6 separate regions of the Mus musculus genome follow, and regions 1, 2, 3, 5 and 6 are each linked to region 4. The links are chromatin contacts, called in public HiChIP or PLAC-seq and promoter capture Hi-C maps. All regions are on one chromosome and are shown on one strand. Each heading gives the region's core, a stretch centred on a gene start, on an enhancer-like site or on the middle of the called end of the contact. The rest is flanking DNA. Distances are from core to core; before and after follow the strand shown. Region 1 overlaps Sh3pxd2a (SH3 and PX domains 2A). Region 2 overlaps Sh3pxd2a (SH3 and PX domains 2A). Region 3 overlaps Neurl1a (neuralized E3 ubiquitin protein ligase 1A). Region 4 holds the start of Sh3pxd2a (SH3 and PX domains 2A). Region 5 overlaps Neurl1a (neuralized E3 ubiquitin protein ligase 1A). Region 6 overlaps Sh3pxd2a (SH3 and PX domains 2A).

Region 1 (4,162 bases), core at 1,425-3,924, 130 kb after region 4:
CAGAGGGCTCCCTGAGTGTTAAACAGGGTCTAAGCGAATTTATAACCATTCCTGAAGGAGGGTTAAAGTCCCTGTAAAGCAGAGATGACAAGCCAGCGACACAGGCCAGACTAAGACTGCCTTTTCCTAAGGCCTCACGAAGACCTTGCACAAGCATGGATCTGCTGGGGAGGGACATGCTCCCTCCATGCACAGTTGCCCCTGCCCCCTCCCCCACCCCATCAATCTCGTGGCTCCTAGGTCATCGTTTACATTTGATCCCAGGGTTCTGATTTCAGAGCCCATCCCCACACTCCTGTGACCTGGGCTGCCTCCGTTTAAGGCCAGTGGCCCTGTGTACAGCGGAGACAGTCTGGAAGACACAGAAGATTCATAAAGGCTGAATGGATGGGGGCAAGTTTCCAAGAAAGTACTGGTCTGGGCCTTCCCTCCATGGCCTCTTGGGCCCTGGTTATGGCTGTTTTATAGATTTGTTTGCTAAGCAACTGAGAATCTATTATGTGCCAGGGCACATGGTCCCAGCCCCAGGGATAGCAAGATGAACTTGAGGAGATCTTTGTCTTCCAGGACCCCCACTTGAATGAGAGAATAAGCCAACCAGGGTGTCAATAAACATAACAGCACAAATACCACAGATGGGTGGGGCATAGCAGTCCAAGCAGGGAGGCGCTAGCCCTCCTGAAGCTAATTTACTAAGGGTTTTGTTTCTTTCTTTTTTTTATTCATTTATTTTTGTTGTGCCAGGGTGTGTCACTTTTCTATTGCTGTGAGACAAACACCTATGGCAAACACTGTTATAAACAGAACGAGTTTAATTGGGCTCACGGCTCTGGTTCCATAGGGTTAGAGTCCGTGATGCTGGAACGCAGGCATGGTGGCTGGAGCAGCCAGCTGAGAACTCACATCTTGATCCGTGTGTAGGAGACAGAGAGCACCCTGGTGATGGTAGGAGGCTGTTGAGACCTGAGCCTGTCTCCACTGACATCTCCTCCAACAAGACCGCAGCTCCTGATCTCTGCCAAACAGGTCCACCAAACAGGAACCAAGCATTCAAATGTATGATCTTATGGGGGACTGTTTTCATTGGGCCCACCACATGGGGATTAAACATCATGCATGCTAAACAAATTGTCTACCACTGAGCTGTTTATCCCTACACACACACACACACACACACACACACACACACACACCTTTTTTTAAAAAACTTTATTTTTGCCGGGCGTGGTGGCGCACGCCTTTAATCCCAGCACTCGGGAGGCAGAGGCAGGTGGATTTCTGAGTTCGAGGCCAGCCTGGTCTACAAAGTGAGCTCCAGGATAGCCAGGGCTATACAGAGAAACCCTGTCTCGAAAAAACCAAAAAAAAAAAAAAAAAAAACTTTATTTTATGTTTTAAGACATACCCTAGCTAAGTTGTCCAGTGATGTTGCTGATAAAACACCACGACAGAAAGCAACTTAGAAAGGAAAGGGTTTGTTCCATCTTTCATCTCCCAGGCCACACTCCATCTAGGGGAAGTCAGGGCAGGAACCTGAGGCAGAGAAACTGAAGCAGAGGGCATGAGAACACTGCTTACTGGCTTGTTGCTCATGCTCAGCCAGCCTGCTTTCCTATACCATCCAGGACTACTGCGTAGGAGTTAGCGCCACCCACAGTGGCCTGTAATCTCCTACATCAATCATCAGTCAAATATTTTCTCGATTAAGACTCTTTCCCAGATGACCCCAGCTCATGTCAAGTTGATATAAAAACTTGTCAACACACTGGCCATGAGTTTGAGCATTTGAGGATCAGGAGTTTGGGTCATGCTCGGCTACTTAGGGAGTTTCAGGCTAGTCTGGACTACACTGAGATAGTGTTTCTAGGCTTCAGGGGTGGGGCTATTAAAAAAAAATCCTATCATCTGGGGGACTGGGATGCCTGGGTCATGAGTTTGAGGCCAGCCTGGGCTACATGGTATCTCAGTAAGGAAACATAGAAAGTAAACTGGGCATCTGGCTTCTCCATATCTGGGAGTACTGTGTGAGAGACATGATACAGATCACACCGGCTAATAGATACAGTGTGTCTGAACAGGAGAAAACGTGTTCCAGGGGCCTCCTCCAGCCTTCTTGTTAGAGGAGGACCCGGGAGGGCCCTGGAGCAGTTTCTCAGAGGCATTTGTTCACACCCATGGAAGGAGGGCAAGAATTCTGGCTGAATTCCTGGCTGTAGGACCCCACCTAGGCATCTGGCATCGGGACATGCTCCCTAGGGCTGTGCCTGTGACCCCCCTCTGGGGATGAGGCTCCAGGAAGCAGAACTTCTCAGAGTTGATGAGGGAGCACACTAACAGGATAGAGAACAGCCTTGTGCTAGCACAGGGAAGCCTGGGCGGGGCCCTGAGAAGTAGTCTGTCCCCAGTGAGCGAGGATCACAGTGCCTGAGAGAGAATCCCGGAGACCTGGACTTCACTCCATTCTCCCTGTGGGAAGTTCAGCCTGCGCTGTGGTATGGAAGGGTTAACTCGAGCCCCACCCCACCCCTGTCCTGCAGGCAACTAGGCTGCTGCTTTCTGGATAAAGCTTTGTCACGTGAGAGAGCCAGCTGTGGGGATTTCCCCAGCCGTGATGTGTGCATGCGTCTTAAGTGCATGCATGCACAACCGTTTACGTGGCAGTCTGTGAGCTCAGGGGACCTGTCTAAACACTTGCAGATCAGGGGTGGGCCAAGTCAGGAGAGGCCCAGGGCCTCTAGCAGACACTGTGGAGGAGGGGATTGACTGGGCCTGGATCCCACCAGTCTCTGTACAAGAGCACTTTGCACCTTCATAGACTACTGTCTCCTGTAACATCCACCATGCCACAAAGCTATATTGCTTATGGGTGCTTTGTTGTTATTGTTGTTGCTGTTGTTTTGAGCCCTTGGAAGGCTTTGCCATGCAGTCTTCTGGGATTTTCTGCTGGGCCTGAGGGTCCGTCTTTGTACTTTGGTGCCCAGGAAGGTGAAGGACTTTCCTCAGCCTCAGAAGGCCTGCACGTGGCTCAGGAGGGCAATTTTGGATTAGATCAGCGGTCTCAACCTTCCTTATGCTGTGACCCTTTAGTTCCTCATGATGTGGTGACCCCCCCCCCAGCCATAAAATTATTTTCATTGCTACTTCATAGCTGCAATTTTTCTACTGTTTACTGTTATGAACTGTAATATAAACTTCTGATATGTGACACACACCCCCAAAGGGGTCTCAACCCACAAGTTGATAATCCCTAGGCTAGATTAAGATTAGGGCCACAGGCATCAAATGAGCCTTGGTTCCCTTGAAACCAATGGAGTGAAGACCAAAGAAGGCTCCTGCCCCTTTCATCCACTGAGGTTAAACTGGACACTTGAGTGTTTCCAGTGTGATAGAATCGTAGTCAGGGTTAAGACAAAAGGAAATTCAAGACTAACTGGAGACACACAACACTTTGAGTGTGTATGCTAAGATTGGAACCCAGGGCCTTTATACATTCTAGACAAGTGTTCTAACACTAGGATATGTATCTAGCCTAGCTTAGCATGTTTTTATTCAACATCTATTATGTGCCAAATATTTGCTAAGATTATAATCCTAGCGGGTGTTCTGGAGGTGGTTAAAACAGTGAACAGTACAGGGCAAAGGTAGGTGAGATAGACCAACCTTTAAAAAATGCAAGCCGGGCGTGGTGGCGCACGCCTTTAATCCCAGCACTCGGGAGGCAGAGGCAGGCGGATTTCTGAGTTTGAGGCCAGCCTGGTCTACAAAGTGAGTTCCAGGACAGCCAGGGCTACACAGAGAAACCCTGTCTCAAAAAACAAAAAAACAAAACAAAACAAACAAACAAAAAAATGGATATTCTGCTGCTAGTCCTCCACCAAAGGTTTTTGTGACAACCCTTCTCCCTCCACCCAAAAAAAAAAAAGGTCTAGACAGGAAGCCATTGAAGAGAAGTCTTAAAAATTGTGTGGGGTGCTGAAATGTAGCTCTTCACAGTTGGGACCTTCTGGCAGGGGTAGGAGGAACCCAGTTTTCTTTAAGGGGCTGGCCACTGGGAGTTTGACCATGCTCCTGCAAGAATATGGGTAGTACTCAGTGTACTTTTTCTTCTTCTTTTGTTTTGGGGAGGTCACAAGAGTGGAGGGGATGGACCTGGGAGGAGTAG
Region 2 (4,292 bases), core at 705-3,204, 160 kb after region 4:
AGAAAGAAAGAAAGAAAGAAAGAAAGAAAGAAAGAGCCGGGCGTGGTGGCACATGCCTTTAATCCCAGCACTCGGGAGGCAGAGGCAGGTGGATTTCTGAGTTTGAGGCCAGGCTGGTGTACAAAGTGAGTTCTAGGACAGCCAGGGCTACACAGAGAAACCCTGTCTCAAAAACCAAAAGAGAGAGAGAGAGAGAGAGAGAGAGAGAGAGAGAGAGAGAGAGAGAGAGAGAGAGAGAAAGGAAGGACGAGAAAGAAAGAGAGAGAGAGAGAGAGAGAGAGAGAGAGAAAGAAGGGAGGGAGGGAGGGAAAGGAAGAGAGAGAGAGAAACATGCTCAAAGCCTGGATTTTACCCCCAGCACTATAAGAAAGGAAGGAAGGAGGGAGGGAGAGAGAGAAAGAAAGAATATCCAGTTACCCTGGCATTAGGAACAAGAATCAATTTGCTTCTTAAAAATGTTTTTATAGATTTTTAAAATTTAATTTTATGTATATCAGTATTTGCCTTCATTTATGTATGTCTACCACATACATACCTGGTGCGTGCAGAGGCCAGAAGAGGGCATCCAGTTCTCTAGCACTGGAGTTATTGATGGACCTATGGGTGCTGCAAACTGAACGCAGGTCCTCTCTAAGAGCAGCAAGTGCTATTAACTGCTGGGCCATCTTTCCAGCCCTTCAATTTTCTTTTTCCAAAGAAAAGGAGGGCAGCGATCTGTACAACAGGGACTGTTCATTAAGGCGAGGGCTACTGTGCTCATTAATACACCCATTCGTTTATTTCATGTTATTTTAATATTTCCTTTGTCTCAGGCACTGTGATAATTGCTTATACACCCAGAGGGTTCGTATCTAATTGGTATGAGAATTCAAGCTTTTAAGATGTGGGCTGTATTGTGAGGGTAGGGTAGCTTTAATTTTGTTTGTTTGTTTGTTTGTTTTTAACTTACATTTATTTCTTAGGGGTAGGGGGCTACCAGGGGGCACTCATGGCATTGCGTGCATGTGATGTTTGGAGGATCACACATAGGAGGTGGGTCTCTCCTACTGGGTCAGTCCTGGAGATGAAACCCATGTAGTTCGACTTGGTGGCCAGCAGCTCCACCCACCGATCCATCTCACCCACTTGGCAAAGCTTTATACGCTTTCTGCTGTCTCCAGTTGACTCTGTTGAGCTTCTAAGTCTTGTGCTTAAACTTTGCTCGACTGAGGAGCAACCTAAATGCTGACCCAGACCTCCAGGCAGTGTTGCCTAAGAAGCCGACACTGCCGTAAAGACATGCTAGGCTGTTTCTAGAAAGGGCAGTTTATTGCCAGATGCCTTGCGGATTCATGAACTAGCATCCCTGTCTCCCACACAGCCTGGTAAGAGTGAGGCTCCCTGGGTCAGTGTGTATTTGGTGCATTTGGAGGTAGTGTCTGGCCCTCACAAGGCCCTGTTGGAGCATCAGAAAGCCTTGCTCTCCGATAGTTCGTCTCTTCCTAAATGCATGTGTGTCCCTCCTGTATTTGCCTAGGCAGCAATTCCTGAGTCCATTCTGGTCCAAGGCCATCTCTGGTATGCAGTGTGTGCACTTCATGACGCCGGCTGGAGGAGAAAGGGCCAGAGAGCATAAATCTCTGAGCAAGTGAGCCCTAGGCCCGTCAGTCCAGCTTTAACCATGGTGGGACAGGGATCATCTTAGAACTGAGATTGCAAAATCTCTCTAATGAAAATCTCAGGCTTCAAGACAGATAGGCCTGGTTGTGACTTGGATTTCTTTGTGTCCCTTGGAAAGTTTCTTGGATCCTCTAGGCATCAGTTCTCTTACCTATGTAACAGGGGACAACCGTACAGTCCCTGCTATGAAGTTGGAATCCTCTAATTCAAAAGGGCTCCGCGTTCAGGGACAGAGACACGGCGAGTGCCAGTGCATAATAGTGCAGCTAGGTCCCTGGACTGGGAGCTTGCAATGATGCAAGATGGCAGTGCTGGCCCAACATGCACAAAGCCCTGGTTTGACCCCTGGTACCACATAAACCACGCGTGATGGCACACATCTGTAACCCCAGCACTTGGGAGGTAGAGACAGGAGGATCCAAAGATCGAGGTCAGCCTTGGCTACTTGAGGCCACTCTGGGCTATACGAGATTCTGTCTCAAGACAAAACCATACCAGACTGGTACAGTGATGCACACTTTACCGTCCTGGGCCAGTTTCCCCACCTGGCCAGAGAGTAAACGATACTCGGTGGTTCTAACAGCTCTGCAGGTCTGTGAAACAGAGATAGCAGCAGAGGGCTTACTGCCAGTGATGTTAGGACTGCACCTGCCAGAGCCACCTCCTTTGGAGCTCTTAATTGCACAGTTGTCCTTATCCCACCCAGGACACCACCATGCCGACCATCAAAGTTCTGTCATCTGGTGCAGAGCTGAGGCACTGCCGGTCAAGACTGGGTCTAGGGGGCGGGGAGGGCACGCTTCTGGAAGATCCTTAGAAAATGAACACATTCCAGTGGGCAGAGGGCAGTGTGGGGTGGTGGGCAGGGACGAGGCACTCAAGGCAGAAGCTGTGTGGAAAGTTGGGCAGCCCTATGTCAATTAGCCACAGGCTTCCCTAAGCAGGAGGGCTGCCTGCTGCGGAGAGCTTGGCGCCCACCTTGCAGAGCAGCAGGAGCAGGTGTGGGGGACAAGGAGACTCTAGAAATAGTGCTTCCTTCAAGCTACACGAGCCATGGCTGTGTTAGGAAGGCATCCAAGAGTTTGTCAGTACCCAGCCAGGAACCAGCTGCCAGGTGACAGGGCAGGGCCACAGCGCCGAGCTTTCCCTCGGTCGCACTTCCTACCTGCTCAGGTTGGACAGGAAGAGCAGCCAGTCACCTTCACCTGACGCTGTCTCTGTAGACAGAGGTGACTCTTCGGATTCAGCCCACTCTGGCTTATGAGTGGGCAATCCTGGAGAGCCTGCCCACGTCCCAAAACACGCACGCACGTAAGTACGCACGTACGTAAGTACGCACGTACGTCCGGATCCTTTGTCCCCGGTAGAAGTGGCAGCCCCCACTCCCCAGCAGAAGTATAGGGACAAACTCTTCCCAGTGTCCTCCCTCGGCTCTTACGTAATGGGCTTTAGCTAAGTGCAGGGTACTTTGTGGGGAGTGTAATTTGTCAGAACCTCAGGGAATTTGGGTTGAAAACTTGCCCCTTCCCTGTTCTCTCCCCAGCTTACCCCCGTGGCTACTGATATCACACACTTCAGCACTTAGGTTTTCAGTAACCATTGTGGTAGCTGAGGGTAGACCACGGCAACCACCCTCATTCCTATCAGCATCTTTTCAGATTCCATAACCTCATCCTCTAGGTGTCCAGCGCTGACCGAGACTCCTAGCCTTAAGGTGGGGATCGACTCGGGTGACCCAGTTAGCTCACATGACCTGAAAAGCCTTGTGGGAGTCGGTGTTCCATGGGGTTCCCCAGCTGGGAGCCCGTTGAATCCCCCAAAGCGGAGGGAACCTTCTGGTTCCTATAGCTCAAGTTTATCTCTTTCTGATTGAAATGTGTGATATGAAACTGTCGTTTGAGTCTCACTAGCTCAGCCTGTGATATCTTCTTCCCTTCCTAGCCGGTCATCTCTCAGGCTCCTGCTAAAATTCATTTGTTTCTCTCAAGCTTCTATTGGACTGGACTGTGGGAGAATGGCCCAGGAGAGCCACAGGGGGTGACAGAAAGCCAAACTCAGAGTCAGTCTGCCAAGGATTAATGGTCAAGTGAGCGAACTGTGCCTAGATCCAAAACTGACGCATGGTACCTGCGTCTCCCTCTCCTGTGGTCTGGTCTGTTGGGACGGTCACAGCCACCTTTGGCTGGACATGTCTTGGAATCTAAGTGGCCAGAAGTCTGACTGTCTGTTGTTCTCTCCAGTGCCTGCTGGGAATCATCATGGGAGAGGTTAAGGCCACCTGGGGAAATATGCCTGCCCCTGCCAGCTAGCTGGGGATTTTGAGCATTTTCCAAGGTCATCTCTTTCTGAATCATAATATTTTAAGTTTCACAGGATAGAAAAGCATGCAGTTTTTAAAACCTCTTGGTAAGAGACAAGGTGGAGTTTGGTGTTCTTTCTCTCCAAGGAGGAAACTGAAACCCAGGACAGTGAGGTAACTTGCCCCAGGGTTGCACGGCCAGGAAGGCAGACGTGAGCTTTGTGTAGCATCGTCTCCTAGGTTAGGAGCCTGAGTGCTGGCAGCCTGGAGTTTGCTTCTTTGGAAGGGCAAACCCCAGAAAGCTTTGCTGTGTGACTTCCCCATACCCTAAATG
Region 3 (3,997 bases), core at 1,151-3,650, 220 kb after region 4:
AGCAATATACTGATGGGAACCTAGTTGAGGGTGGTGAATTTGAAGCCATCAGCCTGGGTTCAGATCTTGACTTTGTCATTGCTTTATAAGCATGGCCTTGGACACATAGCAGAACCTCACGAGACCCTTCTGCTTCAGCTGTGAGAGACGTGAGTGATTTATACAAAGATAAAGGCGGATTTTAAGGCTCGTCTTGGAGGGACTCTTTAGGGATGTGATATAAGGCCCACTGAACACCTGGTAAAGTACCTGGCACATGTGATCATGTCAATGCAAGCCACTCTTTCCACGTCACCATGGACTCTAGGGCACTCCGGACCAGGTGTTAAATGTTCTGCCTGGAAGGGTCCCAAGGTGTTCTCTTGGGTTTGGGGGCTGGACACCCATCTCCATGCTAGCTCACTCGGGAGGCCCTTTGCCTCTGCTGTGCAATGGGTGCTCTGTGTCTCAAGTTGCAGCTATTTGTAAGAAACATGCCTTGCCTTGCCAGGTTCTGACAGGCCAAGGCAGGAAGAGCCCCTGTTGCCCAGATAATTTCAGATATGAGCATTTTGGCCTAAGGGTGTGGCCAGTGGTAAAGCACATACCTAGCATGCACAAGGCTCTGGGTTCAACCCCCAGAACCACACACACACATACACACATACACACACACACACACACACACACACACACACACACACACACCACAAATATATTGCTCATGCTGTCTGTAGACACACAGGTCACAGTGGCCACGAAGGAAATACTCTTTGAATGAAATTACTGACTGGAAACCCAGGAGAAGCAACTAAACTATGGAAGCTAACAGAGAAGGAATGAGAGGGTGAACAGAGAGAGGGGGAGACAGAGAGACGGCACTAGGAAACAGCCTTATTGGAAGTATTGTTGAGCTGGGAGCTGAGGCCCAGGAGCAGCTGGGAGTGGCTGGGCCCAGCCTAAGAATGTCTTCTCCAGCCTTCAGCAGGAGCAGCTGTGGGCGGCCAGAAGGGCTCCAAATAATTGTCCTAGCAGCAGGTCAGCTGTGCAAGGCCCCGAAATAGCTGCAACTTGAGACACAGAGCGCCCACCGCACGGGCAGAAGCAGCAAAAGGCTCCCAAAGTAAGGTAAGCATGGGAGACGGGGCACAGCTGTGTGCAGCCCCCCAAATCCGAGAGAACTCCTTGGGACTCCTCCAGTACACAGGCAACCTGGAACCACAAGCCCTGGCGTGGCCCCACGTTTGGAAGCAACACATTACATAATGAGTGCTGGAGCCACGCTGCCTGCTCAGGAGGGGTTAGCGATGCAGGCAGAGGTGACACAGGCTCCTTGAAAGGAGCTGTTCGGCCACTGGGCTTCATGTCCCTTTGGTGCCTGCCAATTCTGCCGCCTGGCAATCGTTCTGTTCCAGAGCAGCAATAACCAGGCCCTGCAAGGTTATGTACTGTACTGACCCATAAGGGAGAGGACCAGCCGGGACCTGTGTCTTGGGAATCGGCAGACAGCTAGTTTAGGCTTAGAGAAGGAAGAATCCAAATTAGGCATGGTTGCAGCAATCTTAGCATCTCGGATTAAATAGGTGCTCAAAGAAACTGAGGAGGTAAGGGACCAGGCAACCTGTAAGACCCCAGCCAGCTTTTCACTCAGCCTTGCCTAGAATGCTCCTGGGGACAGGAAGCTCACTACCTCAAAAAGCTTCCTAGCCCCTATCTATATGACTCTCTCAAAGGGTAACTCTCCCTGGGAAAGGCACATAGCTCAATCGGTAGGGTGCTTACCTAGAAAGCAAGTTCTGGGTTTGATATTCAGAACCTAACTAGCCAGGCACGGTGGTGCACACTCGCAATCCAGAGGTGGGGTAGGAGCATCAGAAGTCCAAGGTCAAGTTCAAGGTACATCCTAAAGTACATAACGAATCTGAGGTCAGCCTGGGCTACAGGAAACCCTGCCTTGAAAAGGAAAAGGTTTCCTGGTTCGGGTTTTCGAGTGGCAGATCATACCTGGGGGGGGGGGGGGGGGAGTGGCCTTTGTGTCTTTGAGGTAAATGTCACCTTGAGAATAAAGCTCTCCAACTCTGACCGAGGTGTTCATCCTCTGTCTCGGAGAGGGTCAGGGAAGGACTTTGCCTCGGCAGCAGGACAGGCAGCTGGTGAAAGGCTTGCGAGGTGTAATATTGCAGGCAAGTTCATAGAAGTCAACCTGAGCCAGGCCATGGGGCACATGGGCTGGTGACGAGCCAGCTCTCACTCAGAGACCACCCAGCCCTGTGACACATAGCCAGCTGCGTAGGGCAACCAAGGCAGGGCTTTGACACTGTCACGGGGGCCTCTTTTGAAGCTGGGCCACCACCAGCCCAGACTCCTGTTTGTTTGGATTCTCACATCCGCAGCACCGGGTAATCTTTAACCACGGGGCCGCAGCAGCCAGCCCCTGTTTGGAAGGCGCTGCCAGCACATTGACTGTCTCCATAAACATGGGCCTGCCGGTCTGCGTCTGACCCAGGCAGGGGAAGGAGCCGTGGAGGCAGTACACATCTCAGATGGACCTCTGGGCAGTGCCCTGAAAACCACACTAGCCTCCATCCCTCTCCTTTTAAACTCAGCGATGGGCTGCCCAGAAAAAACAAACACGATTTCTGAGGCCCCTGAGGGAAGCATAGACAGTTCCAGAATCACTCGAAGGCAGACTCCCTGGTTGAATCACCCGAGCCAGAGGCTCCCAGGATCATTTGATGTAGCCGCTCTCAAAATTTTTGTTACTTTGTTTAGTTGTTGTCTTTTTGTGTGTGGTTGAATTTGGTTTTGCGTTCTTAGTTTTTGAGACAGGATTTCGTATCTCAGGGTGGCTTGGAACTTACAGCAATCCACCTGCATCAGCCTTCCAATGGCCAGGAGGGCGGGTGTGAAAGGAGACACCCACTTCAAGTGGTCCATTTTTGAAGGCAGGGATATCTTTGTTCCAGTGGTACACTGTGGTTGAAATCTGGCAGGGAGGCACCATGGCCCTGTCTCCTTGTGCCTCTTCACTTCACTATCTTAGAAATGTCCTGGGGTTCTGGAGACCCACAGATCGTATCCCAGGAAACTTAGATTGCGGGGCATTCCTTTCTGCTAAAAGACTGGCATGGAGTTTTCTATTTGGTGATGGTGACTGTGGCAAACATGGCAAAGTGGATAAAACTACTTCTCACATCATAAACACTTTCCTGTATCTGTGAGCCTCTGCAGATACCTGTGAGCTAAGCGGGGCATGTATGATTATGCCCAAGCAATCCAGAGTCCAAGGCAAGAGACGTTGGGAATTACCCACAGCTCCCAAGCACCTGGGTCAGGTCTTAATTTGGAAAGAAGCCTCTCTTGCCTCTGAAATGAGGGTCTGGTCCCCAGTTGGACAGGACCCAGCTCCTCCCTTCCCTCAGGTTCCACTATGACCCTCTCACCCCGTGCAGGTCTTACCAAGGCCTTAGAACTACATCTGGAGGTGGCGACACACTAGGTAGAAGTGTGGCATTGCCTTTGCTGTAGGTGACGGACAGTCTCAATTTGGCAGTCCCTTGGATGTGATCTCATGCTGCCCAGGTTGGTCTGCTCTGGGACAGGAGACCAATGAAACCCTTGGAAATCTGTGACGAGCACAGGCAGTCAGACCTGCCCTCCCTCCCTGCTGAGTCAGATGCCCTGGGATTCCCCTTACCTCTTTCTTGGACCAATATCGCTGAAACTCTGGTAGCCTCCTCTGCCCAACATCCTTCCTACCTTGAGCTCCAGACACAACAGGTCCCCAGTGACCACCTGGAGGTGGCCATTCAGACTTATGAGGGAACACACAACTAAAGAAGCTGGAAGGCAGTGCCGCCTAGGCCCCTGGTTCAGACAAGCCACTACCACTTGAGGTCCTTAGACCTCTCTGCAAAACACGTACACCTTCCCCTGCGCACAGAGAGTGCATGCCACTTTAGACAGCAGGACAGTGCACCATGCAAACAACTTAGACCTGCACGTGCCCCGGGTGTTC
Region 4 (3,978 bases), core at 192-2,691:
AGGTCACAGGCTCGTGGCCACACCTGGCTTTTACCTTAGTACTGAGGAATCTAAACTCTGGTAGTCATGTGTGCTCACCGGCACTCTTTAAACTTTTATGTGTATAAGTGTTTTGCCTGCGTGTATGTATGTGCACCACGCTGGGTGCCCAAAGAGGTCAGAAGAGGGCGTCTGATCCCGTGAGTTATGGGTGGTTGTGAATCATTGGGGAACTGGACTCAGAGCTGTCTTTTCTCCAGCCCCCTCCGCCAGTGCTCTTCCTGAAGAAAATGCAGAAGTCTCAGAGTGGCCCAGGGCTTCTGACAAGGGGGAAAAAAGTCACTAAATCCTTTGCCCACATTTCGGATGCTTTCCACTAGACGCAAGCACAAAACACAAAACATTACTGTATTGTGAAACAATTGGATTCGTTTTGAAAACACCTACTCCGTTAAATATTTGAAAGTAGAACAGGAAAAAAAAGATGAAATCGGTGTGTGTGTGTTAAGTTGAATTAAAGTAAAGTTGAGCTCCAAGACCAGAGATGGGCAAGCGACTTGGAAAGTCAGCTTTCCAGACTAGAAGGAGTGATGGCGAGGAAGCCTGAGCCTGGAGCTAAAGACGATCTGGTTCCCAACCCAGTGGATTTTTCCCACCATTGTGTGCTCCTCCGCCGGTTGCCAGCCCTGGGAGAGTCCCGGGGGAGCCCGGACTTAAGGCTAAAGTGGTGTCTGTAACCTTGTCATTGGGAAATGTTGTCGCAGGTTAGTTACACAGGCACTGATCGATGATGGAGGCAGCAGCAGATCAATAGATCCCATTTCCGGGGAGAATTCACCCGTGGTGACCTGCAGGGGGGCAGGTGGTTCATCAAAAGAAGGCTGGCTTGAAAGATTTAATGCTGCTCTCTTCTCCCGTCCGGGTCTTCTCTTGGAGGGAGCTGTAGGCAGTAACAGGCTGTAATAAACTACTTTTCCTTAAAGAGATCTGGGGAGATGGCAGTGGTACAAGGGACAGAAAGGTGGTCACAGATCCTCTGGGAGACCGAAAGCCAGGATGGGGGCGCGCTGGGCTCACTTTCGCTGAGCCTCCTTTCTCCAAAGCTACCCTGAGTTTGGGGACTGGGTAGAGTAGCCCTTCCAGGCCTCGCAGGGCTGAGCCCCTCGCCGTCCGTCCGAGCCCCTCCCCCGGCCCGGAGCCCCTCCCCGCGCTTCCCCTCGCCGCGCTCCCCTCCCTTCCCCTCCCCTCCCTTCCCTGCTCGCCCTGCCTCCGCCTCCTGCGCCCACAGCGCCGGCCAGCGCCGAGCCCCCAGGAGCCCGAGCGCGGCCCAGGGGCGCCGCCGGCCCCTCCCCGGCGCGCTGACAGCAGGCCCGGCCCCCGCCCCGTGCCCTCGCTGGCGGGACACACCCCCAGCCCTCCTCTGCGCCGCCAGTTCCCGCCGGCCCCACCGAGCGGCAGAGAGAGCGGGCAGGCGAGCGGAGCGCGGCGGCGCGGGAGGGAAGGGGCGCGCGGCAGGCCCACGGGAGCAGCCTGGGACGCACGGAGCCCTCGTGCCCTCCGGGACAGTCGCCTGCCCCGGAGCCTCAGCTGTAGGCGCCCGGAGCCTCGGCGGCGAGTAGCGCGTGGGGCAGGGGTGGCGTGTAACTGCAGGAACCGGGGCAACCGGAGAAGGAGCCGGAACCCGGCCGGGATGAGAAGGTGACGCCGCCGGGGGGCGCCACTCGCTTTGTGGGGACGATGCTCGCCTACTGCGTGCAAGATGCCACCGTGGTGGACGTGGAGAAGCGGAGGAGCCCCTCTAAACACTATGTGAGTACTGCTTCCACCGACCCCGGCGGGGGGCTGGCCAGTCCCGGAGATTCACGCCCCCAGGGGCAGCCTTTGACTCCAGAGTTTGTTCGCAGGGCTGTGATCTCTAGGGAAGCCTTTTCTGCCCTTCTTCCACTCCCCTGTCCCGGGTTTCTTTTTTTGGCATTGCAATTGGCAAGTGGCTGCCCTTGTCTGTTACAACGGTGAAGTCATGTGTCCGCCCGCTGCTAGGATGGTTGGTGGGGGAAGCTTTCGTCAGCCCCTTGCAGAGCATTTAGTTCCTTTGGGAAGGAGCATCTTTGCCGCGCTCCCTAGGGGAGCCGGGCACTCACGCTCATTCGGCCCGGAATGCTTTCCGTTGCTTTGACCGGAGACCCACACTTCTCTTTCTGCTTTCCACGTTTGCTGTTCTGCCTGCACCGGCTGGGGACAGAGGAAGCGCTTTGCCCCCTGCCCCCTCCACTCTTCGTTTCAAGCTTTGATTTCCTTCTTAAAACCATTGTGTTCCGCGGTGTGAGGAGAATTGTGGCTTTTCCTTTTATCCCTCCTCTGGACGTGACCCTTCGCTGGGGTCATTTCCTCGTGTAAGTGATGCTCTGACTCCAGACACGAGTAGGCAAATGTGGTCTGTGGTCTCCGAGGCACGGTTGACTGGCCCGCCGCCCCTCCCCCTTCTTTACCCAAACTTAATGAGAAGAGGCTAAGGTTGACCAGCTGGGCTTCAGAGTGTGTGACAGTACTCTTTCATCTCAGCCGGTCCTGTCTCCCAGTCCTTTACACCTTTGGAAGTAAACATTGTGTCCTTGTTGCTTTAGGATGACTTGCCGAGCTCTGCTCCTGGAGATAGAAGAGACTCACAGTAAAGAACCCAAAACACAGAAAACATGGAGACAGTAAGGGCAGCCTCTTATTTGCAAATTAGGCATTTAAAGGCGTATTTAGAATGCTCAAAGCATTAATTTTAACAATTAAAACGGGCTGTTGGTGGCTGCCCTAGATTGCACATTAGTCTCCAAAGTGCCTTCTATTTCACTGTTGGAAGGAGGCTGGGGCTGGTGGTGTAATACCAGCCGGAGGCTACTCTTTCTGTCAGGATCACAGCAGACTTGAAGGCAGAGTTCTCTGCAGTTGACTAGTGGGGCTGGACTCAGGTTGGGAAGAAGGTAAGAGTGGTCAGACCGGAGAGACGGATCTGTGGGGGGCATTCCCTGACACAGTCAGAGATCCTTTCCAATTGTGTAGTCTAGTGTCGAAAGCCTCTACAGCCGTTGCAAAAACAAAACAAAAAATCCCAGATTTCCTCCAGGAGCTGTGGAGGCAGCTAAGTAGGAGAGCCCTTGACTAGCGAGTTTGGAGAGAGAGAGAGAGAGAGAGAGAGAGAGAGAGAGAGAGAGAGAGAGAGAGAGAGAGACGGAGAGACGGAGAGGGAGAAAGAAAGAAGAGAAGAGAAGAGAAGAGAAGAGAAGAGAAGAGAGTGTGTGTGGTTGGAGGGCTTCGATCAGCAGGTGGCCACTCTGCTCTAAGGACAGGTATCCATTTGTACATCTCTGGGTTATGTATGCTGCCAACCATCTTGACAACTTTGAGGGGCACTGCAGGCTGTCTTAAGGATTGTTTTATATATTTTTTTCAGCCTTCAGTTGAGGCTGGTACTGCTTTCAATGATGGCAGACTCTGCCCTGAGACCCTAGCAGGCGACTTTCCAGGTCTGGGTTTTACATGAAACATCCAATTTAACTTTGAGCAGCTAAGCCCAAGGTTACAATGTAAGATACACTGGCAGCAAAGTAGCAGCCAACAGGACCAAGACCTGCTGTTGGAAGTATGGAAAGGCAGGTCAGGCTACTGTTTGATCTCTTTAAAGGCTTACCCTCTGTGCAACATGGTACACATTCTTTAAAACTCCACTGGGGCACAGTTTCCTTGTATTGAAAACAAAATTAAATTCTTTGATGTGTACAGGTGTTTTGCTTGCATGTATGTCTGTGCTCCACTTGCATGCAGTACCTGCAGAAAGCCAGGAGAGGGTGTAGGTTTCCCTGGAGCTAGAATTACAGACAGGTGTGAACGATTGGGTGGGTGCTGAGAATTGAACCGGGGTCCCCTGGAAGAGCTGCCAGTGCTTATAACCCCTGAGCCATCTCTCAGGCTCTAGTTCCTCACTTTTAAAGTGAGGGTAATAATAGCGTG
Region 5 (4,427 bases), core at 717-3,216, 240 kb after region 4:
AAATACGTTCTCATTCATGAGACTGGGGAAATGGCTGGCATGTGGAGAAGTCAGAGAGAGGCGGTGGGGAGGAGATGGAAGGCAGCTCCTTATGTTATCTATCGTGTTTGAGGTTTTGTTTTGGTTTGTTTTCCGTCAAGAACAAAGGATAATTTGATTGAGGTGATGAGTCATCTGGTATTTAGGGCTTAATGCCGACCTGCCAGGACCATCCTCCCTACCCTGACCGATTAGGCTGGGCCTGGAGAATGAGGAGCCCGGAAGACCGCCCCCAAACTCCAGCTATATCTGGACCCAAGAAAAACACAGGTCACTAGCTGGAGTCTGAAAGAGAATGACGGAGATGAAGCAGGGGCACAGACTAAAAGAGCTGCATAGTGCAGAGAAACCAGAGCCATGGAGACCAGAGGGTGTCCTCTGGGACAGGTGCCCTGAGCAGTGACAGCTGCCAGCTGCCCAGCCAGGATGATGGGAACACAACAGGTGCAGTGCGGGGGTGGAGACTGAAAGAGAATCTGAGCAAACAACCTGGTGTTGGGTGCCCTTCCCAGCTCCCACCAGCCTCAGGCTCACTGCCAGCAGCACCCTCTGAGACCCTCCTAGACACAAACACACCTGCTCACACTCCCCAGCTGCCCTGGATGAAACAGAGGGTTCACCATTCATTCCAAGCAGAAAAGACCCGAACATGGAGGTACCCGGATCCCTGTTCCCAGGAAAGCACATGTCAGCTGGAAGCCACAGGCACTGAACCCCCATCTTTGTGACTGTCCAGGAATGGCGGATGGATGGACCCACCCCTACCATGTGGAGATTGGGAGCTCCAGCCTAGGGGCCATACAAGTTGGCTCTGCCATCATGTGACAGGGCGAAGCACCGACCGTCTCTGAGGTTCTGTGGTCACTCCTATAATAGGGACAAGACAGGGCGGTAGTGCTCATGAGAAGCAAGAGACACAATGTCTGCAAGGCAAGATGCCTGACCACTGTCAGGAATGCAGGGGGAGCTTAAGGATCTACCCCACCCAGGGAAAGGAGTGACCTGGGATGCCGGGTATGAATACAGACCATGTTCCTCCAGGGAGAGATGGGGAACCAGCTTCAGGAAGCACCATCTCCTGTCACCAACATGTACTCAGCTCTACACATGCCTCACCAGGCAAGGCTCTACGCTTTGCATGTGTGCTTTTACACACCTGCTATAAATGCAAATGCCATGTCAGAGGGCTGGCTAGCAGCCAGTTCAGCTAAGAAAGGAGATTAAGCATTGTCCCTTGTCACCTGGTCGGTGCTCTGGGTCTGGTCAGAGTGGAGTGAATTTTAAAACTGGAAGGCAGCCCTTGTCTCTTGTCACAAATGATAAATCATCAGTTGGAGTCCATAAGATCTGGATACACCATAACCTTTCTGGTTAAGGTAAGGAATGGAAGACAATGAGACTTTCATGGTGGGTGGGGGAGAGCGGGAGGACACCAGAGTGATACAGGAGACAGGACATATGTGCCAGAAAAAAACCTCGTGCGGGACCTGCACCTGACTGATCCCTGCTGGCCTGCTGGATTATAAGCAAAACTGGCAGCTGATGCTGGGAGGATAAAGACCTCCTTTGCAGGGAGGACCCTTCCCCATCCCTCTCCCCATACAGTCACAAGCTCTATATACACGCATACACACAAATCTGAGGATACCCCCTGGGGCTCCTGTAGCTGTGTGCCTTTCTTCAAGCTGCCTGCACCTCTGGCTCTGTCCTTCTTGTCCCTCCATGGTCTCATTTGCAGCAGAGCTCAGAGCCAGCTGAGCCAGCGCCTCCCCCCCCCCACCGCCCCCGACTTGCTCCTGTATCCTGCATCATCTCTTTCTCCAACTCTCTCCCTCAGACAATGGGCATCAGCAAGTACAACATCGTGATGGCCCAGGACCAACAAGAGCTGGATGACTCTAGGATTATACACTCCCAGGAAAGCCACTGACAGTTAAATACCAGCAGTCTAGTGACTCCAATAGTTGCTGCAACACACTGAGGAGTCTGTGGTGGGGGGGTTGGGGAATGACTCAGAGGAGAGGAGGTGCTGAGACTGGGCTCCTGAGCATTTCTGACTACCTAGTATCAAACCTCAGGTATCTATTCTTTCTTCTAAAAAATGGGCTGGGAAGGAAAATGCCTACCTGCCAGAGCAACAGGAAGAAGAGATGAGGCCCCAATACAGCGAGCCCAGAACAGCCTGGAAGGCCCAGGAAGTGTGGTCTAGATGAGCCTCCGTCATAACACTACATAAAGGCCCTACCATGTCCCCATCTTACCAATGAGGAATCACAGGCACAGAATGAGAAACAGCAGAGACTCGGCTTTGAACTCATGTCCATCTGCCCAGACACTTTGGCCTTCCCCCTCCCCATCCCGTGGAGGCTCTCCTGAAGGGCTCCTATGCCCCCTAGTACCTGCCCTCAAATAAAAATAAAACAGGAATCAAGATAAGTGAATACCCCTGGTGGCTAACTTTTGTTGTCAACTTAACAGGATTTAGAGTCCCCGTAGAAACAAATCTTTGGGCCTGTTTATGAGAGATTTTCCAGATTAGATTAGTTGTGGTGGTGAGAAGACCCATTCCAAATAGGGCGGTACCACTCCACAGGCTGGGGTCTCAGATTTGTTAAAACTCAGAAAGCAAGCTGAGCACATTTGTCTCTGTGTCCTGACTGTGGATACAATGTGATACAATGTGATACAATGTGGATACAATGTGATGCAATGTGGATATAATGTGATGCAATGTGTTGATACAAATCCAACTACCCCTTTGCTCCTCTCACCTCACTTCACTGGCCTGAGAGACAGCAACCCTTGCAACAGTTACAATTTAGAATTATAAACCGGAATAAACTGTTCCCTCCTTAGGTTACCTTCTGTCACAGCAATAAGACAACCAATACATAAACTAAGAAAATTACATCTGCCACTGTCATCTTTAAATACCTGCCCTGGACCCCAGAAGGAGAGGCCATTACTGGGAACGTAGCATCCTCAGTGAGGACACTGAGGGCTTGGGGACACGGAAGGTGCAGGTTACACAGGTACGAAGCAGCTACACTAAGATTAAGACAGAACTCTGAGCCAGGCATGATGGCACAGCCTTTAATCCCAGCACTCAGGAGGCAGAGACAGGCAGATCTTTGGGTTTGAAGCCAGTCGGAACCACAAGAGAGTCCCAGAACAGCCAGGGCTATACAAAGAAACCTTGTCTCCCCACCACCACCACCCCCAAAGATACACATCAGCTGACATCATCACCCAAGCACTTGCCTCTGCTGTGTGGCCTCAGAATAATGACTCAGCTCTAAAGAGCTACAAGTCAACTCCTCCCATCCTTGAACTCCACCCAGAGCTCCCTCCACATCATCCTGACCGGAACACTTACTGGCACTTTTGCTGCCTTCGTAGGGTTGACAGGTTGGCCTTTCTGTCTATCAGAGCTTCTGGTGGTTTCTGAGCACCTCGGGAGAAGCTTGGTTCCCTCTGGGAAGCATTCAGAACTCTCTAAACTGACCCCAACCCATGGATCTGGCTTCATTCCCAGGATATCCACCCTCCCACCAAAGTATTTCACGAACGTGAGCCATGAGCCCTGCCCATCCAAGACAGGCTAGCCCAGCAGGGACTTTCCCATTCTTGGAGCAACATGGCTGCTCAGTCTCTAACATGGTGGTTGGTACTCATGGTTCTGCCAAGAGTATTTTATACAAGCGAGAAGAAAACCAAGAGCAGAAGAGAGGTGAAGCTGTGATTGGTGGTGTACAGTCCTGGCACTGACTCATCTCTCTCCTCTCCAGCTTCCTGGAGGCTACCCTCCCTGTCTCCATACCCACTGTGGCCCCTTTGGGCCCAGTAGGACCCAAAAGTGATAGATCAACTGGCCTATTATCTCATAGCCCAAGGGGTTCTCTTGACATGTTGGCAGCCCAGCCTGGGCCTCACTAAGAAATAGCCAAGAAGCTAAGCACCCAGTGTGTCCTGCACACTGAGGAAGCTGAACACACAGCCCAGTCCGACCATCTTTCCTGCAGGCGGCAGAGGCATGTGTGCCAGCCCCCTCCACCCACTGCAGGACTCCAGGGAAGAGCCTTGCACCTACCACCTTTCCCAGGTTCTCCTGATTAAAGCGGCAGTGGGAAGAGCACCTCCAGCCCCTCTGCAGGAACCATTTATAGCAGCTTGTTCAAGCCCACATCTGAGAAGAAAAAAAAAAGCCCACTGTGGTTGCCTGTGGCTTCCCAGTCCCTCTTTTTCTCCCCTTCTTTTTCTCATTTAATGATAGGAAGCTGAGCTCAATAAAAATCTCTCTCCTGGCTATTCCTGGCAGGAGGCAAGTTGACTGGGGGCTAAGCAGATGACCCTCAGGTGTCAATGGGCACAAAGTCTGTCAGCTCCCA
Region 6 (3,842 bases), core at 752-3,251, 180 kb after region 4:
GGAGGGAGGGGAGGGACAGGAGGGATAGCCTCTGGATGCACCCCTAAACATGTACAGACCTTCATGCTGGGTGGTCAGTCTCTTCTGCCCCACCCCCTCAACCCCCCAGGGAGTAGAGCATATTGTGTGTTCCTTGTGGTGACAGTACAGCTAGAAGCCGGGACGGGTGTATAGTGCACGCAGGCCTCTGTGGAGAACAGGGCTCCCCATGACTCACCACCCAAAGCTCGTTCCCAAATGACAGTGTATTTCAGTGCCTCCCCTAAGAATCGGGCTATAGAACGTCTGCACTCCAGGGTGGCCCCAGCCAATGGCTGACTCAGTGTTGGCCATAAAGAACCTAGCTTGTCCAGAGGCAGGGCTTAGTGTGGACCCTGGGGGCTGATGCAGGGGGCCTGAGTTGGAGAAGCAGCATCAGGCCACACTGCCAACAAAGGCCACCCGAAAGTGAGGCATAGGGGACCACTCTGCCAAGAGGGTAGGGTTGAACCCGGCCCCCCAACTCTAGTGGCAAAGACAAATAAATCCCATAAGGAGGACAAAGGTTCGGCCTGTTCTGCATCCAATCACTCACTGAGTCCCAGGCATGCTCTTGCCTGCATGACCACACAGATGCACACAGAGACCAGAGACAGGCCCACACAAGGCCTGACGGCTACAGGTGTGGCTAGCACTGCATCATAGCCATATCCAACCACCACCCTAGCCGTGCGCCACTCAGAGACAGTGATTCCAGAAGTGCCATCTAACAAGCTCTGCTACACGCAGCTGAGTGCTATAGTCACGGATGGATTTCTCGTACAACTAAACTCTCCCCGACACATCAGCATATAGCCGCAATTCCCACAATTGACACGCGTACATGACCTTCCATACTATGAAGGCGTGGTAGAATCAGACAAAATAGTACATGCAGACCCCTACGTAATTCTAAGTCTGCAGTCACCTGTACTTGAACAAAGACAAGCCACAGCCTCACTTCATTATCACACACTTCCCGGCCCCAGCCCTATGAACTGTATTCAGTTATATCAGGCAGCTAAAGAGAGCTCATGGAGAGCTGGCTGGCATGCGCCCCCACAGCGAGCAGCAGCTGGAAACCCAACAGGGGCCATGAGTAAAAGAAAAGTCAGAGCTTCCGGGACCTCCGATCCCTGTCCCTCAGCTGGCCAGGCCTCTGGAACCGGAGGCCTCTCTGTGGAGGGGTTGGAGGGGTTGGAGAGGCCGGAAGGGGAACAGAGAGACTGCTGACAGAGGGGAAAGTGTTTGGAAAGAGGAGGCTTCTGCGGTTTGGAAACTGCAGGGCTTCCAGCCCCTGCCTCCCCAACTGGGACAGGCTGTCCACCTCCCCCACATCCCCGCCTGCCGGCCTCCTGGCCAGCCTTCACTCAGCAGGGTAAGCCTGCCATCATCTGTGCATAGTATGATCACAGAACACAGGAGCCCTGACCAGACCTTAGCCACCTCACTCTTCCCGCGGCCTTGTCTCTTAAAGGGGTGTCTCTTCCAGAGACCCAACCCAACTGCAGACTAGCTACCTATAGAGACCATTTTACACGTGTCTGAACGTTCTCTTCTCTAGACAATTCCCCTTGACCATAGAGTCTATGGCCAGGACCAGAAGTAGGGACTGGTCTCTGTAAGGAGGACAGCTCACTTATAAGATGAGTGGCCCAAGACCCAAGTCACCTGTGTCAACCTGAGGTAGACATCTCTGTCTCCCCAGCCAGAGCTGAAAACCATCAGTCCAAAGAGACATTTAAGGAGAGATGGTCTGTCTTGCCCTGTTAGGAAGCAGGACTGAGCTTTCCTCTGGAATCCCACAGTGATCGCCTCTCTGCTGATTAGCATTTTAACTGGGAGGCCATGATATTCCCAGTGCCTCAAGTATGGGGTCTTTTGCAACCAGCTTCACTCGCCAGAACCAATGTCCATGGTTGTGTACCCTGCCCCAAGTGGCTGGCCATGGACTCTGTCACCACACACACTTAAAAGGCTGCTGTGGCCAGGCTTGGCATCCACAAGGCTGAACACATGGTCAGGGTCCTGTTCTCAGCCATGGAACAGGGCAGGGCTCCTCTAATCTTCCCCTAAGAAGGGCTGTCATTTTTCTCTTCAAAAGCAACCTTGCCTAGGAAAACTTTCCTGATCGCTTCCTGCTCGAACCACAGGCTTTTAAAAATAGCCTGGCCGAACAAAGGCAAAATGTGGAGCCCAGGCCTCGCCTCGCCTCGCCTGGACCTCGGGCCCTGGATTCCCAGACCTGGCACTGTCCCGATAGCCACTGCCTAGGCCAGGGTTTACCGTGCCCCACTGGAAAATGGAGCAGGCAGGAGAGTAGAGCGTTGGCCTGGAGCCTATGGAACTTCTCCAGGGCCCTAGTCAGAATCTGGCGGGGTAGGTTCTCAGGCAGTGTTGGCAGCACTCCTGGGCAGGGCCGGGATGGAATCTGCAGGCTCCAAGCAGAGCTCTCCTTAGCTGCTGCTGAGAAAGGCCTGTGGTAAGAGAGTCTGAGAGCTGTGCAGCCTCCCGTGCCCTCACCCACCTTTTGCTTTGGGGCAGTTTTTCAAGCATGGCCTGTGGTCCATTGGGTCCACCCTACAACCTGGCAGGACAGTGGCCTTTATCAGAGGGAGATGCTAATCCCCAGGAGAGGGCTACAGACAGCACCCCAATGATGCACGGGAAAATGAGCAGGGTTTTGATACAGTAGCTCTCTCCTAAACCCCCACAGCGACCCAGAGGTTGAGGCAGGCTGTCCAACAAGGTCCAGCTGGGAGCCAGGAGCAGGAGGCGGCTTTGAGGCCAGACTCCTGCTATTTTGAGCTCCCAAGCAAGCTCCTCCCTCAGTCCCTGCTTATCCCTGCTTTCCTCATGGAGAGAGTCCAGGGTTCAACTGTAACCGTCCCTACTGTTGTGTGCTGGGTACCATTGTGACCTCCTGGAAGCAGCCAATACAGTCCTCCCAAGAGCACCTCCAGTTAACCACGTCTTCCAATGGGGGAGGGTGCACCATGCTCTTCCTTGGGCCCCAGGCCATCCAATGGACGGTCTTATAAGAGATGGGTGGCCTCACCTAGTCAGTTGCAGGTCTACCATAGGGCTTCATGTGGACAGGAGTGGACCTCAGCAGAACTGGAAGCCTGAACAAAGGCCTTTAGGGATGCCTCCTGCTCAGCCTGCCCACCAAGTTCTTTCCAAGAAGACTCCAGTGCTATGGGGAAACTTAGAGGTGACCTGAAGACACACAGGGGGAATAGAACACGTGGCTCTGCGGGAGGGGCTTGTGGTGGGGCCCTTGACAATCGCACACACCGTAACAAACCCCACAACCACTCCTGTAGAACTTGCTCCATGGAACGCTCTAGGGTAAATGCCATGGTCTGCTGTTAAGGGAGCTGAGCTGCTCAGTGAAGGTATCCCTGGAAGCCTTCATCTGGAAGGCAGACAGAGAATTTAAGAGGTTTGCAGGGCTGGAATCCAGAGTGTGGAGTGTAGATGGAACATGACGTGTTCTGAGGAGGGACCTGCTAGGGTTCCCAAGGCATCCAGGATACACCTAGCATTGGTCTCGATGTCTTGACTTAGAGCCTACGAGAAGCAGATTCCTCCAAACACTGGTACCCCAACACCCTGTCTGGGGGATCTGCTTTCACGCTGCCTGAGGCTTTGCTGGCACCCCAGAACTCTGCCTAGCTTTGGCTTATCCTGGGAACAGCAGCAACCCCTAACCCAGTGACTCCTCTTCTGCTGTCTGAGTCCTGTTTCCTCTTCTCCGGAGAAGCCAATGCTGGCCCAGGGCGAGTTAGTACGAGGCTGAGCGAGGCTCAGCCGGGGCAGAG

The links. Promoter capture Hi-C pulls out the DNA fragments that hold promoters and counts their contacts. HiChIP or PLAC-seq counts read pairs in DNA pulled down with a chosen protein or histone mark.
Region 1: a contact with region 4 is called in an H3K27ac HiChIP or PLAC-seq map of embryonic stem cells, with 7 read pairs. The contact joins the enhancer-like site here to the promoter of Sh3pxd2a in region 4. A contact is called at or near these places in 12 of 39 promoter capture datasets (the C10 cell line, cranial neural crest, embryonic stem cells and 7 more), 2 of 15 datasets of contacts at CTCF or cohesin (the NIH/3T3 cell line and embryonic stem cells), 6 of 484 Hi-C or Micro-C datasets (B cells, the C2C12 cell line, bone marrow-derived macrophages and 3 more), 17 of 115 datasets of contacts at active chromatin or transcription factors (the 230-238 cell line, bone marrow-derived macrophages, craniofacial prominence and 10 more) and 4 of 9 other capture datasets (adipose tissue, liver, macrophages and 1 more).
Region 2: a promoter capture Hi-C map of liver shows a contact between it and region 4. The contact joins the enhancer-like site here to the promoter of Sh3pxd2a in region 4. A contact is called at or near these places in 3 of 39 promoter capture datasets (embryonic stem cells and liver), 1 of 484 Hi-C or Micro-C datasets (liver), 4 of 115 datasets of contacts at active chromatin or transcription factors (double positive thymocytes, embryonic stem cells and pancreatic cancer cells) and 2 of 9 other capture datasets (adipose tissue and liver).
Region 3: a promoter capture Hi-C map of liver shows a contact between it and region 4, with 2.2 times the contacts expected there. The contact joins the enhancer-like site here to the promoter of Sh3pxd2a in region 4. A contact is called at or near these places in 5 of 39 promoter capture datasets (the 3T3-L1 cell line, cranial neural crest, embryonic stem cells and 1 more) and 3 of 115 datasets of contacts at active chromatin or transcription factors (embryonic stem cells, extraembryonic endoderm stem cells and pancreatic cancer cells).
Region 5: a FOXA1 HiChIP or PLAC-seq map of pancreatic cancer cells shows a contact between it and region 4. The contact joins the enhancer-like site here to the promoter of Sh3pxd2a in region 4. A contact is called at or near these places in 2 of 39 promoter capture datasets (the C10 cell line and liver) and 3 of 115 datasets of contacts at active chromatin or transcription factors (bone marrow-derived macrophages, microglia and pancreatic cancer cells).
Region 6: a promoter capture Hi-C map of liver shows a contact between it and region 4. The contact joins the enhancer-like site here to the promoter of Sh3pxd2a in region 4. A contact is called at or near these places in 9 of 39 promoter capture datasets (the 3T3-L1 cell line, the C10 cell line, the HPC-7 cell line and 4 more), 5 of 484 Hi-C or Micro-C datasets (the AML12 cell line, B cells, bone marrow-derived macrophages and 2 more), 3 of 115 datasets of contacts at active chromatin or transcription factors (embryonic fibroblasts and embryonic stem cells) and 1 of 9 other capture datasets (embryonic stem cells).

The regions. Positions count from the first base shown.
Region 1 is chr19:47,329,318-47,333,479 of GRCm38.p6, reverse strand. The region is part of intron 6 of Sh3pxd2a (SH3 and PX domains 2A); the gene reads left to right. Among named protein-coding and RNA genes, the nearest start is that of Gm29834, 45 kb to the right of the region's middle. Within about 2 kb of position 2,674, at least 223 of the 459 cell types and tissues checked have an H3K27ac peak or open chromatin away from gene starts, as enhancers often do. A contact at or near this core is called in B cells, the C2C12 cell line, the NIH/3T3 cell line and 10 more, where this site is marked.
Region 2 is chr19:47,304,008-47,308,299 of GRCm38.p6, reverse strand. All of the region lies in intron 8 of Sh3pxd2a (SH3 and PX domains 2A), which reads left to right. Among named protein-coding and RNA genes, the nearest start is that of Gm29834, 19 kb to the right of the region's middle. Within about 2 kb of position 1,954, at least 11 of the 459 cell types and tissues checked have an H3K27ac peak or open chromatin away from gene starts, as enhancers often do. A contact at or near this core is called in adipose tissue and liver, where this site is marked.
Region 3 is chr19:47,246,369-47,250,365 of GRCm38.p6, reverse strand. The region is part of intron 3 of Neurl1a (neuralized E3 ubiquitin protein ligase 1A); the gene reads right to left. Among named protein-coding and RNA genes, the nearest start is that of Mir6995, 25 kb to the left of the region's middle. Within about 2 kb of position 2,400, at least 17 of the 459 cell types and tissues checked have an H3K27ac peak or open chromatin away from gene starts, as enhancers often do. A contact at or near this core is called in liver, where this site is marked.
Region 4 is chr19:47,461,874-47,465,851 of GRCm38.p6, reverse strand. It overlaps Sh3pxd2a (SH3 and PX domains 2A), which reads left to right and starts at 1,441. Exons shown (of 15, transcript NM_008018.4): 1 at 1,441-1,788. The coding sequence starts at 1,717.
Region 5 is chr19:47,218,755-47,223,181 of GRCm38.p6, reverse strand. All of the region lies in intron 1 of Neurl1a (neuralized E3 ubiquitin protein ligase 1A), which reads right to left. Among named protein-coding and RNA genes, the nearest start is that of Gm36693, 19 kb to the right of the region's middle. Within about 2 kb of position 1,966, at least 50 of the 459 cell types and tissues checked have an H3K27ac peak or open chromatin away from gene starts, as enhancers often do. A contact at or near this core is called in bone marrow-derived macrophages and pancreatic cancer cells, where this site is marked.
Region 6 is chr19:47,278,505-47,282,346 of GRCm38.p6, reverse strand. All of the region lies in intron 10 of Sh3pxd2a (SH3 and PX domains 2A), which reads left to right. Among named protein-coding and RNA genes, the nearest start is that of Gm29834, 6.3 kb to the left of the region's middle. Within about 2 kb of position 2,001, at least 116 of the 459 cell types and tissues checked have an H3K27ac peak or open chromatin away from gene starts, as enhancers often do. A contact at or near this core is called in embryonic fibroblasts and liver, where this site is marked.